Linked DNA regions of Mus musculus: region 2 is linked to region 1. The links are chromatin contacts, called in public HiChIP or PLAC-seq maps. All regions are on one chromosome and are shown on one strand. Each heading gives the region's core, a stretch centred on a gene start, on an enhancer-like site or on the middle of the called end of the contact. The rest is flanking DNA. Distances are from core to core; before and after follow the strand shown.

Evidence for each region. HiChIP or PLAC-seq counts read pairs in DNA pulled down with a chosen protein or histone mark.
Region 2: a contact with region 1 is called in an H3K27ac HiChIP or PLAC-seq map of embryonic stem cells, with 11 read pairs. The contact joins two enhancer-like sites. A contact is called at or near these places in 1 of 484 Hi-C or Micro-C datasets (embryonic stem cells), 5 of 115 datasets of contacts at active chromatin or transcription factors (embryonic stem cells and stem cell-derived neural progenitor cells) and 1 of 9 other capture datasets (embryonic stem cells).

Annotation. Positions count from the first base shown.
Region 1 is chr16:9,070,689-9,074,643 of GRCm38.p6, reverse strand. No RefSeq gene overlaps it. Among named protein-coding and RNA genes, the nearest start is that of Gm30567, 18 kb to the right of the region's middle. Within about 2 kb of position 2,388, at least 4 of the 459 cell types and tissues checked have an H3K27ac peak or open chromatin away from gene starts, as enhancers often do. A contact at or near this core is called in embryonic stem cells, where this site is marked.
Region 2 is chr16:9,351,858-9,355,400 of GRCm38.p6, reverse strand. No RefSeq gene overlaps it. Among named protein-coding and RNA genes, the nearest start is that of Gm41418, 74 kb to the right of the region's middle. Within about 2 kb of position 1,435, at least 10 of the 459 cell types and tissues checked have an H3K27ac peak or open chromatin away from gene starts, as enhancers often do. A contact at or near this core is called in embryonic stem cells, where this site is marked.

The DNA of each region.
Region 1 (3,955 bases), core at 1,139-3,638:
TGGCAGTGCCACTAAGATCCTGATCTGGATTCTTCTTGTGTCCCAGGACTTTGGGACTGCTGTTGACATGGTTCAGATGGCACACATAGTTCAGAAGACAGATGGAGCTTGCCACAGCACAAGTACATTCTCCACACATAAGTGCGGACAACATCCAACAAGATCTCTGACTCATCGCGCTCTCTGCAGGCTCTGTAAGTGTTCTAAAATCTCTAGAATGGAGCTTTTCCTGTTCCAGGTGATTGACAGACCTATTTGGATTGTCTCTTACAAGAGGGGATCATGGTGTGTCTTTGTTATCAGAAAGTGTCCTGTTAGCTGACCTGATGGCACACATCTGTAACCCCAGCACTCAGGAAATGGAAGCAGGGACCTATTTAAGGCCATCCTGGGCAACATTGGGCCTTTCTCACAAAAGAAAGGAAGGGAAGGCAGAGGCAGGTAGACAGGCAGATAAGCCATCTAGAAAGCTTAGGTTCTTGGGATCACGTTTGGGTAGCTATCTGTTCATGGCCTCCCAAGCAGTCTGGGATACCAAGTCTCCTTTTGGGGCCAGAGATATGACTCAGACCCCATTCTTCCACCCGAAATTAGAATCCTGATGTGGAGCCCTTTGGTTTATGTGCTATTGGCCAAGAGAGATCCAGCACCAATATCCCCTAATCCTGCTACAGTGGGGCATCTTTGAAAGCAGGTAGGAGCTATGGGAAGACAGGGTCTTTGGGCCAGAGAGCTCTCCCCTGTCCAGCTTTGTGACTTGGGGAACCCACTGAGCTTGTGCACACTTTCTGAAGCCTCATCTGTGAAACACACTTCCAGCTGAGGGAGGCGGTGCTTTAAGCATAGTGCTCTCTGCACCTGATACGGAATAATCTGCCCTGTTAACAGGGATCTTATCAACTGCCTTCCACGCAGTCCTCCCCGCTTTTTCCTTTATTTCTAAGCTAGCTCAGCTTAGAAGACATGTTACACATAAGTTGTGTAAAGGGGTTCCATAATCTGTCCAGGGCTGTACCCCCTGGTCTCGGCATCATTCTACGCGGATGAGGGGCAACAATCTGGTCAGGCATTTGAGAAAAGAGTGACAATGTAAAAACCAGAGTTTTAAAACATTTCCTGGTGTTCCCTTCCTCTGGTAAGGTTTAATAATAGGGCTTTCATCACTGGGATGAAGCACTTGTAATAATAGGGCTTTCATCACTGGGATGAAGCACTTGGGAAAAGGAGTTGTTGGGACTCACAGTTTAGAGGACTCAGCCTGACGTCATCTGGATCCATTGCTATGAGTCTGACCTAAGGCAGAATGCCACAGTGGAAAGGTGGGGCTGAACAGTCTGCTCACCTCATAGAGACCAGGACACAGAGAGAGAGCACTTGTGATGACAGAGGGCTTCCTCTTTTATCTACATTGATGCCATCTAGGCCTCAGCCTGTAGAACAATGCTGTCCATATTTAGAGCACCCTCACAGATACACAGAAAGGCATTGCCTAGGTGCCTCTCAATGCAATCAAGCTGACAATCAGTGTTAACTGCCACAGAGAAGCTTCACTCAATAAAATATTTGCCTTACTTACATAAAGACAAGAATGTTAGAGCTCATGTGGAATCCAATGGTCCCAGCACTGGAGATGTGCAGATCCTCGGGGTGCACTAGCCAGCCTAGTAGACAAGTTCCAGGTCGGTGGGAGACCCTGTCTCAAAACAACAAAGATGGACAATGCCCGGGAATGACAGCCTAGGTTGCCCACATGCACATTTGCATAACCACACACATGCACACGTGCGCGCGCACACACACACCTGTATACACATATGCAGATACCCAGGTATATGTTCTGCTTAAGTTAGCCTTAACCAATCTAAGCTGAGTCAAACTAAAATTAGTCGAGTTGAAGTGAGTTGAGCAGAACCAAGTTGGGGCAGGTGTCTCTCAGGACTGAAATGCTTGGAAAAGTGTGGACTTGTGCCCAATGGATTGGAGATGGAAAAGGCACAAAGTTAAGGACCCACAGCCTGATGCATCAGTCAAAAGCAAGAATCTGAAAAAAAATTAAAAAAAAAAAAAAGCAAGAATCTGGGAATTAGACATGTTGTTTTGTAAGACTCTGGGGAGCCTTAGCTTACCAGGGGACCCACCCCCACCCCCACCCCCCAGTGAACCACGTGGAGCCAGGATCGATGCAAAAAGCAAGAGGAATTTGTTCCAGTGCACTGGGGTGGTGCGAGACCGGAAGGAGAGGCAGTGACCACCAGCACCTGTTTGGCGAGTTTTTATATGGTTTCCAGGGGCAGAACAGAGCATCAGCAACTAGGCACAATATGATTGGTGGAACAGTGCACCCTTTAACTGATTGGTCTTTAGGGAATGAGGTGACAAGGACTTCCCTTGTCTGAAAGTGAGCAATGGTCAGTCCTGTGGAATGTGTCCCCACCCGCAGGTCGGCTCCCACCCTGTGGTCTGAGAAATGCTAATTAGCCTCTCCCTTCATGACCTTCCCAAAGTTCCTGAGCTGATTTTTTCAGTTTCTCCCCCTTCACTTTGCAACGTCTGTGTAACTTAGGGCAAGTTATTTAACCTCTAAGAATCTCGGTGGCCTGGTCTGCAAATGAAGGGTGATATGATAGTCACAGCAACTGTCATGAAATCACCGGAATTGATATTTGAAAGTGTCAGGAATGATGCCAGCACCACTCCTCTCTGTTACTATCCATCAACAGGTGACAAAGGAGAAAGAGGGACTTGCCACCGTGACACTGAGGGCTGCCAACACATGCCTGAATCCTGCTTGTGCTGTCCCAGCTGACTTTCAATGATTCTTGAATTTCTGTTCAGGCTGCTGGTGTTTTTGCTTTTACGTCCCAGTGTCTGGAAGGAACAGATGCACAAGCTCATGAATAAGAGGACAAATGCTTTGTTGCCACACAGCAGACTGAGCCATTACACATACATGTGCCTTACATATGCGTAGTGTGCATCCGATACATTCTGTTTTCATATCTGTTTGGTGCTGTCATTACACTGGTGTACAGAGGAGCAACCCAAAGTGCACTTCATTTTCCTAAATGGCTGAGCACAGATCCAGCCTTGCAGAGCCTCTGTCCTCCACTGCCTGACCTTCTTGAAATACATACATGGTCTCACTTAACAGACTAGGCTGAGACCAAATATACATCGCTTTAAGGCACGTTGAGCTGGTCTCCATATTTGTGGTTCTCTTCCTTGCATGGCACACTCCACAAACTGGCCTGATGCTCCCTAGTCAGCTCCCAGAGGCCTCTGGGACAATACATAGGCTCTGCTCACAATCTTCTGGGGGTTATACAGGGGCCAGCCTTGAGCAGTGATCTCTCTACACTAGGGAAAAAAAGCTCACCTCACTGACAGCTTTTGAACACCCAAGCGTACCCAAATGTGTGTAGGTATATGTGTATGAAGGTGCATGTAGAGATGTGTATGCACACATGTAGAGGTCAAAGGACAGCCTCAGCTGTCATTCATTATTCATTGTCCAGCTTGATTTTTGAGACAGTGTTTCTCATTGGTCTGGAACTTGCCAGTTTCGCACAGCCAAACATCTGCCCATCTTAGCCCTCTGAGCACTTCTCAGAACTAGGATTGCAAGTACGTACCACCCCAACCCAGCTGTTTGGTGTTTTGGGGGGGTAGTTTTGGTTGTTAGGGTTTTATTTTTGTTTTGTTTTTGTTTTTGCTTTTTTTTCTTTAATGTGGATTCTGGGTATCAAACTCAGGTCCTCGTACTTGCTAGACAAGCACTTTGCAGACTAGACTATCTCCCCAGCCCCGATAGTTTATGAGTTATGACTTGCTGCAGTGTGCTGCAGATCTACCAGAAGCCGAGCATCCTTAGCATGGGTAAGCTGTAGCCACTGTCTCTCACAGCAGCTGCCTGCCATCCTGCGTCTCCATCCTTTCCCTTGCTGCTGAAGGCCTT
Region 2 (3,543 bases), core at 186-2,685, 280 kb before region 1:
CAGGGAGGACCTCCCAGATTCTCCCTGTGTAAGGAAGCAGGGAGGACCTCCCAGATTCTCTCTCTGTAAGGAAGCAGGGAGGACCTCCCAGATTCTCCCTCTGTAAGGAAGCAGGGAGGACCTCCCAGATTCTCTCTCTGTAAGGAAGCAGGGAGGACCTCCCAGATTCTCCCTGTGTAAGGAAGCAGGGAGGACCTCCCAGATTCTCCCTGTGTAAGGAAGCAGGGAGGACCTCCCAGATTCTCCCTGTGTAAGGAAGCAGGGAGGACCTCCCAGATTCTCTCTCTGTAAGGAAGCAGGGAGGACCTCCCAGATTCTCCCTGTGTAAGGAAGCAGGGAGGACCTCCCAGATTCTCCCTGTGTAAGGAAGCAGGGAGGACCTCCCAGATTCTCCCTCTGTAACTGTTCTTCTGGATTCCTTCCCTCTTGTGCAGTTTAGCCAGTGAATCATCCCTGATGGTCTGGATGGAGGCCGGAGGAGCTGCATGTGAATGAACACATCATAGAACCCAGGGAATTGACAATGTGATGCCAAGACCTGCCTTTTCAACATGCAGCCCCTCCCCCCCACCGACTGCCTGGAGATGTTTATTAGAAGGGCATAATTAACGTGGCAGGTGCCTTTGTTACATTCAAATAATAACAGCGCAGAACACAGGCTTATAATTAGTTGGGCTTTTTTGGGGCTCCAGTGGTGCTGCTGCTGATACTAAGCACAGAACATGACACCTTATTGTGCACTCAGTATGGGGGTGATTCATGTTCAGCTGGTGAGGATGCAGGCTTTTGGGAGTGTTGAAAGTAGACAAATTTAAATAAAAACCAGGAATGACTATGAACTCCCAAGGTCACACAAGTGGGGAGCAGGGCTTGGTTGGGTGTATCTGACTGCACATTGCTCCCGAATGCTTCATTTCCTTAAGTGCCTCCCACTAGAAGAGAGAGCTGCATGTGCGAAGGTCCCGTGGTTTAAGGAAGAATACAAAGCCAAGCTGTAAAGGACAGAGGATGAATCTGGACCCTCGATGGAGGAAAGTGTTTCAAGACAACCACAGTGATCTTGTACAGTTTTGATGAACCTATTCCCCTGTGGAATAGGTTCAATGGAAAATGATGGGGAAGAAACAGCGCAGACTTGAGAGAACAGTTATATCATAGAGGAGATAGGACATAGCAACAGAGAACTCTAGTCCTTCTCATCCTAATCCTCCCCCCCACCTCACCCCCCCCAAGAAAAACCAAGCTGTGGTATGTGTTAATGCTGCTCACAATAACAAGGCAGCTGTCTATCTGAACAGACACCAGCTTGGGAAAGGCCAAAAGGTAGCATTACAATAAGCAACCTCCAATGACAGAAACTCCCTAGCCCCAGAATGTGCTGTGTCTGTGTAGGAGGACACCATGCAGTTTCCTATAGCCCCGGAGAGATTCGAGGCAAGAATGAAAGTGAAGCCCAGGATGAGTGGGGGTGTTCACTGCTCAGTGCCTCCATGCCCTTTCATTTGCCCCTTCCCCGACCTCGAAAGCAAGTAAACTGGGTGGGAGGAGGGTGGAAATCTAAATGTCTTGACCAAGTGGTTGAGTGATCTTGACCTTGGCTTCCTCCCAATTGATTGGTCTCTGCTGTATCTCCACAGTAACAGATGAACACAATCTCAGAGCTTCTGTGGTCTCAAGGTGAGGTCAGTGGTCCCTGGATTAAATTTCATAATTCTCTGATGTTCTTTAATGTGGATAAACCATCTTATTCGTTCATCAATTTAAGCCCATATGACTCTAAATAAGACTTAGGTCCAAATACCTAGCCTACATGCAAGGCTCCAAGGAAGGTGGCCTGAATCGTGTGACCAAACCCATCCATCCCCATAAAAGGTCTTTTCCTTTCTTTCTTTCTCTCTCTCTCTCTCTCTCTCTCTCTCTCTCTTTCTTTCTTTCTTTTTTCTTTTTCTTCTTTTTTTCTGCTGTTGTTTGAGAATTTTATTTCAACATATAAGGTGCTTTAATCAAATCCAGTCCCATTCCCTCCCCTCCAGTTCCTCTACCCCCACAGTACTTTTTGAGAGTACTGATTGAATTTACATTACAGGTGAATCTGTGGGTCAAAGCTGGGAAGATGGCTCAGTGCTTAGCAGCATATTTTGCTCTTGGAGTGGACCAGAGTTTAGTTGCCAGTACCCACATCAGGCAACTCACAACCATCTGTAGTTCCAATTCCAGAGGATATTACAACTCCTCTGGCTTCACAAGCATTGCGCTCATACAAAGCTAAATTCACATAGACATGTCATCATTTAGAACAAAATAAAAATAAATTTAAAAAGACATGGATCAGAGACGTCTACTTACTTGCCAGAGGAACACAGCTGGCAAGTACAGATTTGAGGTAGCACTGTTCACTCTGTCCAGGAAGAGATGGGACACAGGACATGTGGCATAGGACCCAGGCTACCAAGCTGGCTTATCCATATTGAACAGCGGAAGATTAAGAACTTTGTCATTCTTGTCTCTGTAATTCTCTACTCAATCTGCTTACTATGCAGAATGAGAACCCAGCTGCTTCTCTCTGCACCGTGCTGTGGCTTTAATAATTAACATTAATTGTCAACTGGACAAGACCGACAGTCACTTGGGAGACAAGCTCCCAGACGTACCTGCAAGGGATTATCTAGATCAGCATGAGGAGGGAAAACTCACCTTGACCGTGGGTGGTAGCATTTCATGTCTGTTCTCTCCAACTGAATGAAAATGAGAAATTCGGCTGATCTCTAACACTCATTTCTGTGTTTTCTGCCTCAACACCTTGTGAATTAACACTGCGGTGGACTCCTTCTTTCCTTAGGTTGTTTTTGTCACAGCAGCCACAACAAAAAGAAATGAGTACAGTGGCCCCCAAACTCCTTGCCTTTAAAATGTAATGATGGCCTCCCTACTGGTCAATCTGCTTCCATCTTTGCCTCCTCCCAACACACACACACAAATACACACACACACACACACACACACACACACACACACACACACATACACACACACACACCAGAACGGTGCTGAGGAGAACTCTGTTCACAGTACTGGTGTTCTCATCCAGGGGAAATCCCAAGTCCCCAACAGCACATGGAGTGAGGCAGCTGCCCAAGCCCAGTTCCTTCCAGCATCATCTTCACGGTCGTCTCTGCACCTTCTCTCTCCAGCTCCATCACCAGATGGTAGAGCCCATCCCTGAGCATCTTATATGAACTCTCTGCGTCCCTTTCCCTCCTCTGCTTTGCTGTACTTCTCACCATCTACCTTGTCAAAATGAGCTCTGTACAGGATGGAGAGGCTTTGTCTCTAGTGTTGCTTTAGTTCAGTGTTTGGTGCGGAATAAGTGCCTAACAAATATTTACTGAATGAATATAGATAGATAGATAGATAGATAGATAGATAGATAGATAGATAGATAGATAGATAGATAGATGCCGCAGACCTTCTGGGTCCCTGTGTCTGCGTGGAATGGGGTCTCTCGACGCGGGTGGGCAAAGCGTGGATGAATGACAGACAGAC